2 separate regions of the Mus musculus genome follow, and region 1 is linked to region 2. Evidence: chromatin contacts called from public HiCAR-type data. All regions are on one chromosome and are shown on one strand. Each heading gives the region's core, a stretch centred on a gene start, on an enhancer-like site or on the middle of the called end of the contact. The rest is flanking DNA. Distances are from core to core; before and after follow the strand shown. Region 1 holds the start of Elovl4 (elongation of very long chain fatty acids (FEN1/Elo2, SUR4/Elo3, yeast)-like 4). Region 2 has its middle 34 kb from the start of Gm46123.

Region 1 (5,610 bases), core at 2,174-4,673, 420 kb before region 2:
AGGAAGGGGTTATCTTACCTTAGCAAATATGCTACCCACTTCAGAAATATTATTATAAGATACTTCTTATAATTCCACAATGCATTTGAGGTCAGTCTGTCCCCATGTTTGTATGGCGTATTGTATTTATTAGATTTGTTCTGCTTTGTTAAATAAGCTACTACTGAAACTGTCTGTGTCTTCTCTATATTCTTTCTTTTAAGAGGAAACAATATTTTGTAACATAGTTAGATTCTTTTGTGGCAGTCTTATCTATCTATCTATCTATCATCTATTTATTAAGGGACATTTTGACTGTTTAGAGCATACAGTGATTATAAGTAAAACTGCTAGAAATACCAGTGGGAAGGATAAATATACTTTTATTTATCTAACTTTCCATTTGTTTGAATATTTGAAGGTACATTATCACATGCATTCTGGGTTCAATTGTCTTAGCAGAAATGGTGCTTGTAATTTGATATAAAAATACCACTAATTCTTGGGAGTTAGTCAATTATAAGAAAGTTACCTTTCTCCAGCTTGGCCTCTTTCTGGGTGGTTTGCTACTAAGTGTCACAGTGCTACTGTGTCATTCTTTCCTTTGACAGATAAATGTATCTCTTGCTCAAATTAGATTTAGTTTCATTTGAGAATAAATAACTTAAATTTTAAAAAGAGCTGTATATTCTTGTTGGCTCTGGAGAGTTTACAAGTATCTTCTTCCCCCCCCCCGCCCCCACCAAAAACATACCCAGCCTTGAAACACAGCTTTCCAGACAGACTTAAGCTCCTTTTAAAAGTCCTTGTCCCAGAAGGCTTCTGTGGGTTTTGAGAAGGAGGAAAGAGCCATAAGGATATGTGCAGGTTTGGGGATAGACATGAGTTGTTAAGTCAAGAGAGTTGCTAGGTCTCTCACATTTAATGAGTCCAACTAAAAGCAATTGCTAGCATCGTTTGGTTTGAAAATTCTTCTATCATTCATATACTTCAGCTCATCACTCCTAATCTGTTTCCATACATCCCTAGGCATGGGCGCAGTCTAGCCAACTTCACTTTACTTCCGTTTTCAGTGCTGTTCTTATTTCTCTCTGCAACATCACCAGAATGTCCCATACTGTCTGTGCTTCTACTGCTGGTGACCTCTTAGGTATAAAGATATGCAGTCTTTCCTCCCCATGCTCTCTCTGCTGCTCCAACAGTTCCTGGGAAAACCTCAATTTTATAGCTAACCCTTGAAGCTCTTCCAGTCTCTACCCATTACCCCACTTCAAAGCTGCTTCTTTTCAAAAGACTAAGTAACTTGTAGAGAATACAGATTTATTTCTTACAGTATAAAACTAGGAAGCCTATATTCAAGGCACTAGATCTAGTGAGGGTGCTTTTGTTTCCTGCATCATTCCATGGTAAAAAAAGTAGACGACTAAGAAGTATTTATTCTGAGAGACCAAACTCACAATTTAAAATGCTTTGCGCTGGGCAGTGGTGGCACACACCTTTAATCCCAGCACTTGGGAGGCAGAGGCAGGTGTATTTTAGAGTTTGAGGCCAGCCTGGTCAAAAAAATAAAAAAGCTTTGCTACTTAATCTATTTATGAAAGGGGAGCCCTCATGATCCACACCACTCCAAGTAGGTCTCAACTCTCTACCTTGCTGTATTGGGGATTGAGATCCAACAACACATGAACTTCTAGGGATGTTTTCAAACCATAGACGCAAGCTTTGGTTCTGTGTGATTATTGGTATCTGTAAACTACTTGTGAATTAAGCAATATTAAGTAATGGACTGTAATCTTCACACCAAGTAATAGAGCTCAAGGGTGGATACATCCTAAGACTGTTTCTTCTTATGTGCTTGAACAGCTCCTAAGTATAAATAAAAATGACTATGCCCCCAAGTAAGGCAGAGAAAATGTTAACAATATAGTTGCCATTTCTAACTTAACATTGATGGGGCTTGTCTATGATTTCCTTATGTGACAGGCGCCCCCTAGTGAACAAGGAACTCAAACTGACCTCCACTGTAGAAGAGAGGCTCCAAGAAAATTCTTGAATAAAGCTGCCTTAATGATTCCACATTATATTAAATAAGCAAAGACGGTGACATTTTGTGAGGTGAGGGTAGGAATCTGTTCTCCATCATAAAAACATCCAAGACTCCAAGACAATACAGAGGTAGCAACCAATACCATAAGCAAAGGGAAACCTAACTCATACTCACATTAACAAAGGAAATGAAATTTGACTAGAATTCTTTGTAGTTACTAGATTCGTAACTAGGAATTGAGGTGTAAGAAATTCTTTAATTTGAGAAACTTCATTCTGGCAAGCAGATTTGACAAATTAATAAATCATATCATTTGGTTGATTTCAGAATAAAGCATGTAAAGAAGGCTGTGGGGGTCTGAGTTATATAGCAAATCAGTTACCTTTAATTAGCCTTCCTCGCCGAAGCTCTCTCTACTTAAACAACTCCCACTATGCTCTGAAGTGATGTGCGTTATAATTTTGTCACCATAAATATTTATGACTTGCTATTTATAGCACAGAGTTAGGGCTCAGGTAGTACTCATGTTAACAACGTTGAGCATTTGACTCAGTGACCTCTAAAATAAGCATTCTAAATCAGTCAAGTGGAGAAAAAAAGCCGAAACAAAAGTGGATGGCACATCTGAATAAAACGCATATGAACTTGTTATTGGACCATTCACTGAAATCTTGCTTTATGTCAGAAACTATAAAAATGGCATAGTGTGATTTTGTTGCTGCAGTTATTGTTGTTGCTATTTATTCATAGAGACTGCTTTCTTCTCACAAGTCAACTGCTCTTTTTCTCCTCAGCATCACCCTTTCAGATTGACCTGAATCTCATGTGGTGCAAGTGGACTCTTTTAGCCTATTCTTATGGCTCCATCCTCTCTGAACTACCAATAGCCTAATTTGGTACAATTATATTGCTTTGATCGGCCAGTGTCGCTGTTTTCAATACTCACAAGGATTTAACTACATGCTAATAATATTTACGGGGTGACCACAGACTACTCTCCTTTGCCGCTGCTTAAGACAAATGGCATTCCTTTACAGTGAAACCACCCGCATTTCCTTGTCTGGGTGACAAGCACGTGCCACAGGCGAAGACAGCAAAAGCACATGTGATGGAGGTGAATGATAGGCAAGAACCAGAAATGCATCGCGTACTTCATCTTTGCCCACAAACTCCCACTTTTTCCCGTCCGGTTTCCCACGTTGCATCCGGCAGAACAGAGGTAACCGTGGGCAGGAAGGCAGGGGAGGAGGACTGGGTACGAGGTGTCCCCCTGCGGCGTTCCTGTGGCCCAGGTGGTGGCCCGGGGCTGGCCTTAGCGCGCCTGCGCAAGCCGGCCACCACTCGCGACCGCAGCATCCCCGCGCCCGGGGCGAGAGGAGGCGCCGCCCCGCCCCGCGCGGCCACGTGATGCGGGCGAGGGGATTGGAGCTGCGGCAGCGCGCGGCGACAGAGAGGAGCAGCGCTGGGCGCTCGTGGCTGGTCCTCCTCCTCCTCCGCCCTCCGGCTTCTTGTCTCTGCTGTTCGCCGCTGCTCTCCGCCTGCATCCCCAGTCGCGGCGCCTGGAGGAGGAGGAGACGCCGCTGCCAGCAGGGTTCCCGCCGCAGTCGCCCACGGTCCATCGGAGCCTCTCTTCTCGCCGCTGCTCGTACCTCTCCTCGCCAAGATGGGGCTGCTGGACTCAGAGCCCGGCAGCGTCCTGAACGCGATGTCCACGGCATTCAACGACACCGTGGAGTTCTATCGCTGGACCTGGACCATTGCAGGTACAGGCGAGGGGCCTCACCCATCTCCTCTGGGTGTTCCTTGGGCTGCCCACGGCTCAGACGCCAGTCCCCGGCTTCAGCGCTAGGCAAGGCCCTGCGCCCCCTACCCAGCGCCTTGAGGCTGTTGGGGGCGCTCGGGTCCCCGCAGATGCGGCGCCGCGGACCTCGCGGTTGTGCACTGGTTAATCAGATGAGACTCTCAAGGCGTACTCCCCCCCACCCCCCATCCCCTCAACACTCCCATCTCTTCAGCTCCGCGAATGCAGGAGCTGACTTAACCAGATGCTACCAGTGCAGCCAAGGAACCACCCTGCCCTGACGCCCGCATTTCCCGAGCTCGCCTATTATCTTATGCACTGGTACTCCTTATAGAGCGATAGGCCTGGAGGCGGACGAGGGCTGCGACTATACCTGTCTCTCCGCTACTTCAGCTTCCTTGAAGACTTTGACAAACCACTCATTATCTTCTTCCATTTAGCTAACCTCTTTGTAGTATAATTTCGACTGAAAAGTAAAATAACATTATTTAGCTTCTTGAAGAACGTTAGTTTTTTTGTGGTTTCCCAGTAGCAAATCTGTTAGGCTACCCTCTGCGAGAGCTTTGCGCAGTGCAGTGCCGTCAGGGGGAGGGGAAAGAAGGCAGGCTTTGGGCTGGGGGTCTCCGCAGCAGCACCTAGAGGATGGCTCAGAAGCCTGCATAAGCATAAGTACAGTGTACTGAAATTAGCGAACTTTCCCTTCAGCTGTTGAGTTTGCAGAGCAGGGCTGTCATTGAGTGACTTAGTTTTCCTAGCAGAAGTAATTGTAACATAAATGTTCACGTTTTAACATTTCTTCACTTGCTTTGTTGCTTTAAAAAGTTTCCGAGACCTTAAACGTTAAGTTTAAAGGATCCCAGGGAATAGTTTGGGGCTTTAAATTTGTGTTGTGTGTTTGCAGTGTGACCCTGTATTCTAGCAACGGAGGATGTTAGCAATATAGGTTATGATGGCTGTCTTCTTTAGAAGTGAAAAGTTTCTTCTTTAGTTTTTTGTGTTCTGTTGCTAGGGCAATCGAGACAGTGGGTTATATATAGCTTGATACAGAATGACATTTGATGTATGTGCTGTGAACAAAATGCTTGCTGGAATTGTTTCTGTATGAGACAAACGCTTTTTCGACCTGGAGGCTTCGATGACTTGTTTTAAAACGCGCGATATTTCTCAGGAGATCAAACATCTGACCGTAGGAGAGCCAGTAGTTCCCAAGCCGCGAAGCTGGCGGTGGTTTAAAGGCAGTTGTCCAGGAACGACTCTTTCTTGAGCTTTACTTTAATGCTATCACACTGATACCTGCAATACCCGGGGAAGAAGCACCCTTCCCTTCATCTCTGCGATACTGGTGGGAACATTGCATCAGAGCTTCCCCTTACACAATTGCACAGAGCCGAACATCAGACAAGCTGGCTGGCAGGTGGCGATGCGGATGAGGTTCTCCAGCTACCTCGCATCCAGAGCCACACCTAGGCGTTCTCTCTCTCGGCTCCTTCCCATTCAGTAGTGTTCTCACCTCTCCTGAGCCTCAGAAAAAAAAAAAAAAAAAAAAAAAAGAGTTGAGAGCAAAGCTAGAACGTAAGCCTCCTGTGGTGGTTCATTCCTTCTGAATGATTCTGAAAAAGACAGTGAATGGAGTTGGGGGTTTTGTGTGTTCCCTCATGTGAAAGCTTGCACCTATACTTTTTAGGGGCACATAAAATAATACACAATGATGGGACAAACTTGAGAAATGAGTAGATGCAGGGACACTCAGGTGACCTCTTACTAGCAGGTCAGTGGGAAGGTA
Region 2 (5,625 bases), core at 1,538-4,037:
AATTTCTGTTTCTGTTTCTAAGTATCCTTTTGATGAACTAGAAAGTTTGATGGAGTCCAGCGGCATAATTAAATCCACGGGCAGTGTCAGTTGGGTGTTCCTTCGATTTCAGACATGTTGCTAGGATACTCTTAAAGACACAATTCTCTTGATTAACTGCACAAGCTAGATTGCCCAAGTAGCATTTTTATCGTTCATAGAAATACAGGTCAGGTTGCATTTAAATTTATAGCAAGATGAGTGCTATCCAACTCCGAATGCTTTTAGCATCACAGAAATGTATTTAGGTATGCACGGGAAGAATGTGTATGGAATAATAATTTAGTGACTGAGAATTAGTCATCTATTTTAGGGAGAGCCAGTGTCCATGGATTTGAAGCTGAAAGAATTCTGAATTTAAATCACCACTGAGAGACTCTATATCCATTGTGTGTGTGCTCTACAGAATTCCCACTGTGGTTATTATGATTGTTATTATTTACCGGTGTATTTGATTCCAAAATTTTATACAAATTGCAATCATGGTCCCTGGTTGATTTAGTAAAATAAATCAAGATGCTTACAAAGAAAAATAGAAATCCATCTGCAGTAATTGACTCCATATGGAGAGTTGTTTTTGAGGTTCAGGACTGGCAAATAGCTTTATTTGGGTGGTGTTTTAACAATTATTTTATGGCTAATAAATATGAAGATGTCAGTAACTGTGTCTATTCCCTGTCTATGATGCACTTGTTAATTGTTTTTTTTTTTTTTTCATTTAGCAAGTGCTTTCATGGCTTCTATTGTATATAACGCAAGTGTTAGAAACCATAAGAGGAATTTTAAATGTCGCTGTGACATCGATTTTCATTTTGCAACCATCAGTTCCATACTAATGCAGAAGATGGATTGCACAACTCAGGAATCGCAGATAAGACGTAATGAAAGAGTCAGTGAGAATCCACTACATAAATGAATAGTAGAGTTATTTATGAGACAGCATTGACAGCTCTCGGTAATCAATTGGATGGAGGGGAGGGAGAGAGAAGCTTTCAGAAACACTAACAGGAGCAGCCATAAGGACTGTTAGAGGAGCAGATTTGAGAGGAAGTGCCAAGTAGTTTCATTTCAATTCACCTTTGTTTTTTGGTCCATTTTGTTATGTTTAATTCAAGATCTTTTTTGTAGCTGGAGCTGGCCTTGGGCTCTTGACCCTCCTCCCCTGATGCTATGTGTGCTGATATTATAGGCATGTTCCACTACGCCTGGCTTATAGCCTGTTCTTCAATGTATTGAGTTGTTGAACATGCATACAGACATGTACAGGCAGCACACAGAAGGCAGGTCTGCAGCAGAGATGTTGATTTAGAGCTTTATTCTACGCATTTGGCCTCTACAGTCAGGAATCTGCACAAGGTTATTTAGTGTGCAAAACACATGAGTTGAAAAAGGGTTGTAATAAACTAAAATGGGTTCATTAGCTTGTACCTTTAAAGTGGTTTCCTTAAAAATAATTCCTCAGGAGAGCAGGAGAGCTGGCCCTATCCCTCACCCGCTGCAGTACTCGGGAGAGAGGCCCTGCACCTCACTTGGGCAGCACAATAGAGCTGGTGACAAGGGCATGAGCTGGCTGTCAGTGGGCGAGCATGTACAAGGTGGCTTCACAGCTTGTCTGCCCTGTGGTGTCATGGGTGAGGGAGAGATGCCCTCCTCACCCCACCCCTTGCCCCTCATCACCTATGGCAGGCAGGAGAACTGACTCTATCCCTCACCGCACAGCTGGCTCTACTGTCTTGGGTGCAGGTGAGCTGGCCCAAGGGCATGGAAGTGGGAGAGCTGGCTCTGTCTCTTGGCAGCTGCTGCATTGGGTAAGCTATCGGCTGGAGTGCTGGTGTCCTGGTGGTGTGGGTGTGGGAGTGCTGGTGGGCTGACCAGTTCACATGCCACCTACACCCACATGTAGGGCTTTGAATGTACTCACCCCAACATCTACCCCAAATATGAATTGCTGGAGTGTGTGAAGGGGCTGGTCCTACAGGTCCAAGGCTGCAGGAGCTCCATGACATAAGGTGACAGCAGGATATCAAGATAAGTCTGAATGAGGGTCCAGTATTGATAGTGTAGCAAAAGCCAGAGACCTTGAACTAGACCAGTGATTCATTGCAGTAAATGTTTGAAAGCAAAGAAGTGTGGACAAAAGGGTATACTATAGGTCACAGGGACATACTACAGCTTCTACAACAAGATTTTTTTCCTTTGGGGGAGGTACAAGGGCAGAGGGCAGGGAAGGAGACAAGGAGATGGGTGGGATTGGGCTGCATGATATAAAATTCACAAAGAATGGATCAAAAGTTAAAAAAGAATTCCTCATTTTTACTCAAAGCCTCAAAAATGATACCTCAATTCTACAGTTAATGAAGTCACAGGTCCCTCCTATCTTCCTATTAATAGGAAAGGTGTTTGATTTTTGAAGATTTTGGGGGGAAGAAAAGCCATTCTTTTACTCTGAAAGGCTTGATCACTAATCATTTTGCCTCTGTTAAATTTTCCAAGTGGTGTTGAAGACACTTGAAGATATTCCCTGTGGCCTCGGCAGACACCAGCCACTGGGAAACGGAGATGAGATGAAACAAACCTCTCCTTCTACCGACCCATCGGAAGAGCTGCTTGCTCTGAGGGCTTCTGCCTGTCTGTTTCCTGGCTGTGTCTTGCTCCAGTGATCCCCGTTTCCCCTGTCAGCACCACAGATCTCACTCTGTCACCCTCTTACAGGACTCTCTGGACCAGTGCCATCTGTGGTTCAGAACATAGGATAACATGAAAAGACTTGCAGCACTTTCTTGTTCTCCACAGCCCCTAAGCTGAGTCACAAAATCCCCACGTGCAACTAAACTCTTCCTGCTGACTTCCTGAGGATGCTTCTGTAACAGGTGCAAAGGGAAGCACTATAGACTACTGTCCAGTCTAAGCTAGCTTGTTTTGTGTTGCTGTGATGTCTGTAAGCTTCTTGGTACCTTCCTCACCGTGGTGGTTGGGCTCGTCTAAACGACTCACAGCTGTTCAAGCAAACACTGATGTCCTTTCTAAAAAAAGAATATTGTTTGAGAATTTCATAGATGCATATATGTGTTTTCATCCAGTTCCTCTTCCTTCCCCCCTAAGTTCTCCCCTATACACGCCCCCCACAACCACTTTTTCCTAGTGTGATGGAGGATGCCATGTGATGATGGAGAAAGACTATCCTTATGTTCACAACCCAAGGGATACTGAGGACTGTAATGGATCACCACAAGCAAGACAGGAGCTCAACCAGAACCCTTCCAGGGTCCTCAGAAAGCATGTGACCGTACAAACACCTTGATAAAAACTTCAAATCTACACAAATAGAAGGACATACATTTCCGTTTTTTAAAGAAACATTTAAAAATATCTATTTTATATACTGTTGCTTTGTCTGTTTGTTGATGCACCATGTGACCATCTGGTGCCCTTAGACACCAGAAGAGGGCATAGGTTCATCTAGAGCTGGAGTTCCAGGCAGGTGTGAGCTTTGTGGGGCTAGGAATCAAACCTAGGTCGCCTGGCAGAGCATCCAGTGCCTCTTAACCAATGAGTACCTCTTGAAAACATTTTTATTTGACAGATAGCAGTTATACATATTGATGAGCTTCATAAATAATTTTATTCAGGTATACTGTGCCCTTTGAACTCACCCTTATACAGAACATGTTAAAGCCAAGATATTTTTAATGTGGATTTCATAGTGAATTTAGGAATTTTGTATTGAATAGAATTTGACAGAATTTGTGCTGTAAATTATCTAAGAAAAGCCTCAAGAGCAAAATCACCTGGTAATCAGAGACATGGAGTTGGTGAGTACATACTTTGTCTCTACATTTGAAATGAACCATCCAGGTGTCCTATTTTAAAGAAGTACGTTGACAAGGACACTAGGACTTAAAAATATTTAAAGAATGCACTTTTCATCCTGCTGTTAATGAGAGGTAGAGCCAGGGCTTAAGCCCACAGGCGTTTCACCCAGAGCCTTTAAAGCTCGCTCGTCTATAAATACTGCACTCATTCTGTCTGCAAACACTGAGCATCTCATGTGCGCATCTGCCTAGATCGCAGTGCTCAGCCTTGTAAACTGGCGGAAGCAATATCTGCGTTTCTGGACTGAAGGGGAGGGGAGGCAACAGCGTCTGATTAGTATCTGATTTAGCAGCTAATGTTCGGATGCAATGTGGAGCAATGAACTCAAGGAAAGAATAATCCAGAATAGAAGCAAGATGCATATATTTATAATAATATAACGGACACTGCAATATGAGTAAATACTTTGTGCACTTGAATGGCTAAGATACATATGTAGCAGAGGATGGCATTGTCTGACATCAATGGGAGGGGAGGCCCTTGGTCCTGTAGAGGTTTGATGCCCCAGGGTAGGAGGATGCTGGAGCGGTGAGGTGGGAGTAGGTGGGTGGGTGGGGGAGTACCCTCATTAGAGGCAAAGAGGAGGGGAAAGAGGGCAGATGGGATGGGGTGTTGTGGAGGGGTAACCAGGAAGGGAGATATCATGTGAGCTGTAAAGAACGGAATGATTAATGAAAAAAAAAAAGATTTCACCTGCTTTTCCTTAGCCATTCAAGTGCACAAAGTATTTATCCATATTGCAGTGTACATGTCTGCTTTTTAAAGCCACCCCAGTTACAGCAGTTTGCAGAGGCAGCCCCAGGAAGCCAACCCAATGAGCTTTTTCTATCATTACATAGCATCTTCATCAACAAACAATAGTGTCATGATATTGCATGTATATAAACATACCAGAGCTAATTGCCAGTATGCTCTTGGGGGCATTTTTGCTGCTCTTACAGACGCTTCGCCACTTGGTTGTGTGTATCAGCTTCACATGGTTATCTATACACTGGGTCAGGACCCCAGGAGTGGGGCATGGCTGGTTAGCAGTTAATATGATATTGTCCTCTAGGATTATATCGTTTGCACAATCACTAGCCCACTTTGACTGTCTCATAGACATTTCAATACTGTTGAGAATGCTTGTATTCACTTCACTCCAAGTGAGGTGATGTTAGACACCATTTATTCTACGACTGCCTGTTCCAATCCTTTCTTTCCCAGGTTATTGATCTCTCTTTTGATGTGTTACATTACCCCTTCATGATATAATTTAGGGGAACCCCTCCCCACCCCCTAGTGTGAGGCTGGAGCTGTATTGCCCTCATAGAGAACCAGCACTCACATTGGACGGCACACAACCAGCTGTGACTTCAGTTCCACGGCATCCAACTCCCTCTTCTGGTCTCTGCAGGCATTGCATGCACAAACATACATGCATGGAAAACATGCACAGACATTAAAAACAAAAATCAAGAAAACAAACAAACAAACAAACAAACCCCAAAACCACAAAACACAATCAAAGAAACAAAAAACCCCAAAGGCCAACATATAAATAAATGCAAATAAAAATAAATCCCTATATTTATTCTTATCTTTTGATTTTTCTTTTAATCCATCATATTTACTTTTTAAAGTTTTATCTGTAATTTATTCTTAATCATTCTAGATTCAAAATTCTATTTCACTTTCTACAGAAATAACTTTTTTTCCTAATGTCTACCAAGC

Evidence for each region. HiCAR-type assays count read pairs that join an accessible place to other places.
Region 1: a contact with region 2 is called in a HiCAR-type map of embryonic stem cells, with 5 times the contacts expected there. The contact joins the promoter of Elovl4 here to the enhancer-like site in region 2. A contact is called at or near these places in 1 of 39 promoter capture datasets (pre-B cells), 1 of 15 datasets of contacts at CTCF or cohesin (large pre-B cells), 1 of 484 Hi-C or Micro-C datasets (rod photoreceptor), 1 of 115 datasets of contacts at active chromatin or transcription factors (embryonic stem cells) and 1 of 9 other capture datasets (embryonic stem cells).

What each region holds. Positions count from the first base shown.
Region 1 is chr9:83,804,118-83,809,727 of GRCm38.p6, reverse strand. Elovl4 (elongation of very long chain fatty acids (FEN1/Elo2, SUR4/Elo3, yeast)-like 4) reads left to right here and starts at 3,423. Exons shown (of 6, transcript NM_148941.2): 1 at 3,423-3,789. The coding sequence starts at 3,690.
Region 2 is chr9:83,382,628-83,388,252 of GRCm38.p6, reverse strand. No RefSeq gene overlaps it. Among named protein-coding and RNA genes, the nearest start is that of Gm46123, 34 kb to the right of the region's middle. Within about 2 kb of position 2,787, at least 19 of the 459 cell types and tissues checked have an H3K27ac peak or open chromatin away from gene starts, as enhancers often do. A contact at or near this core is called in pre-B cells and rod photoreceptor, where this site is marked.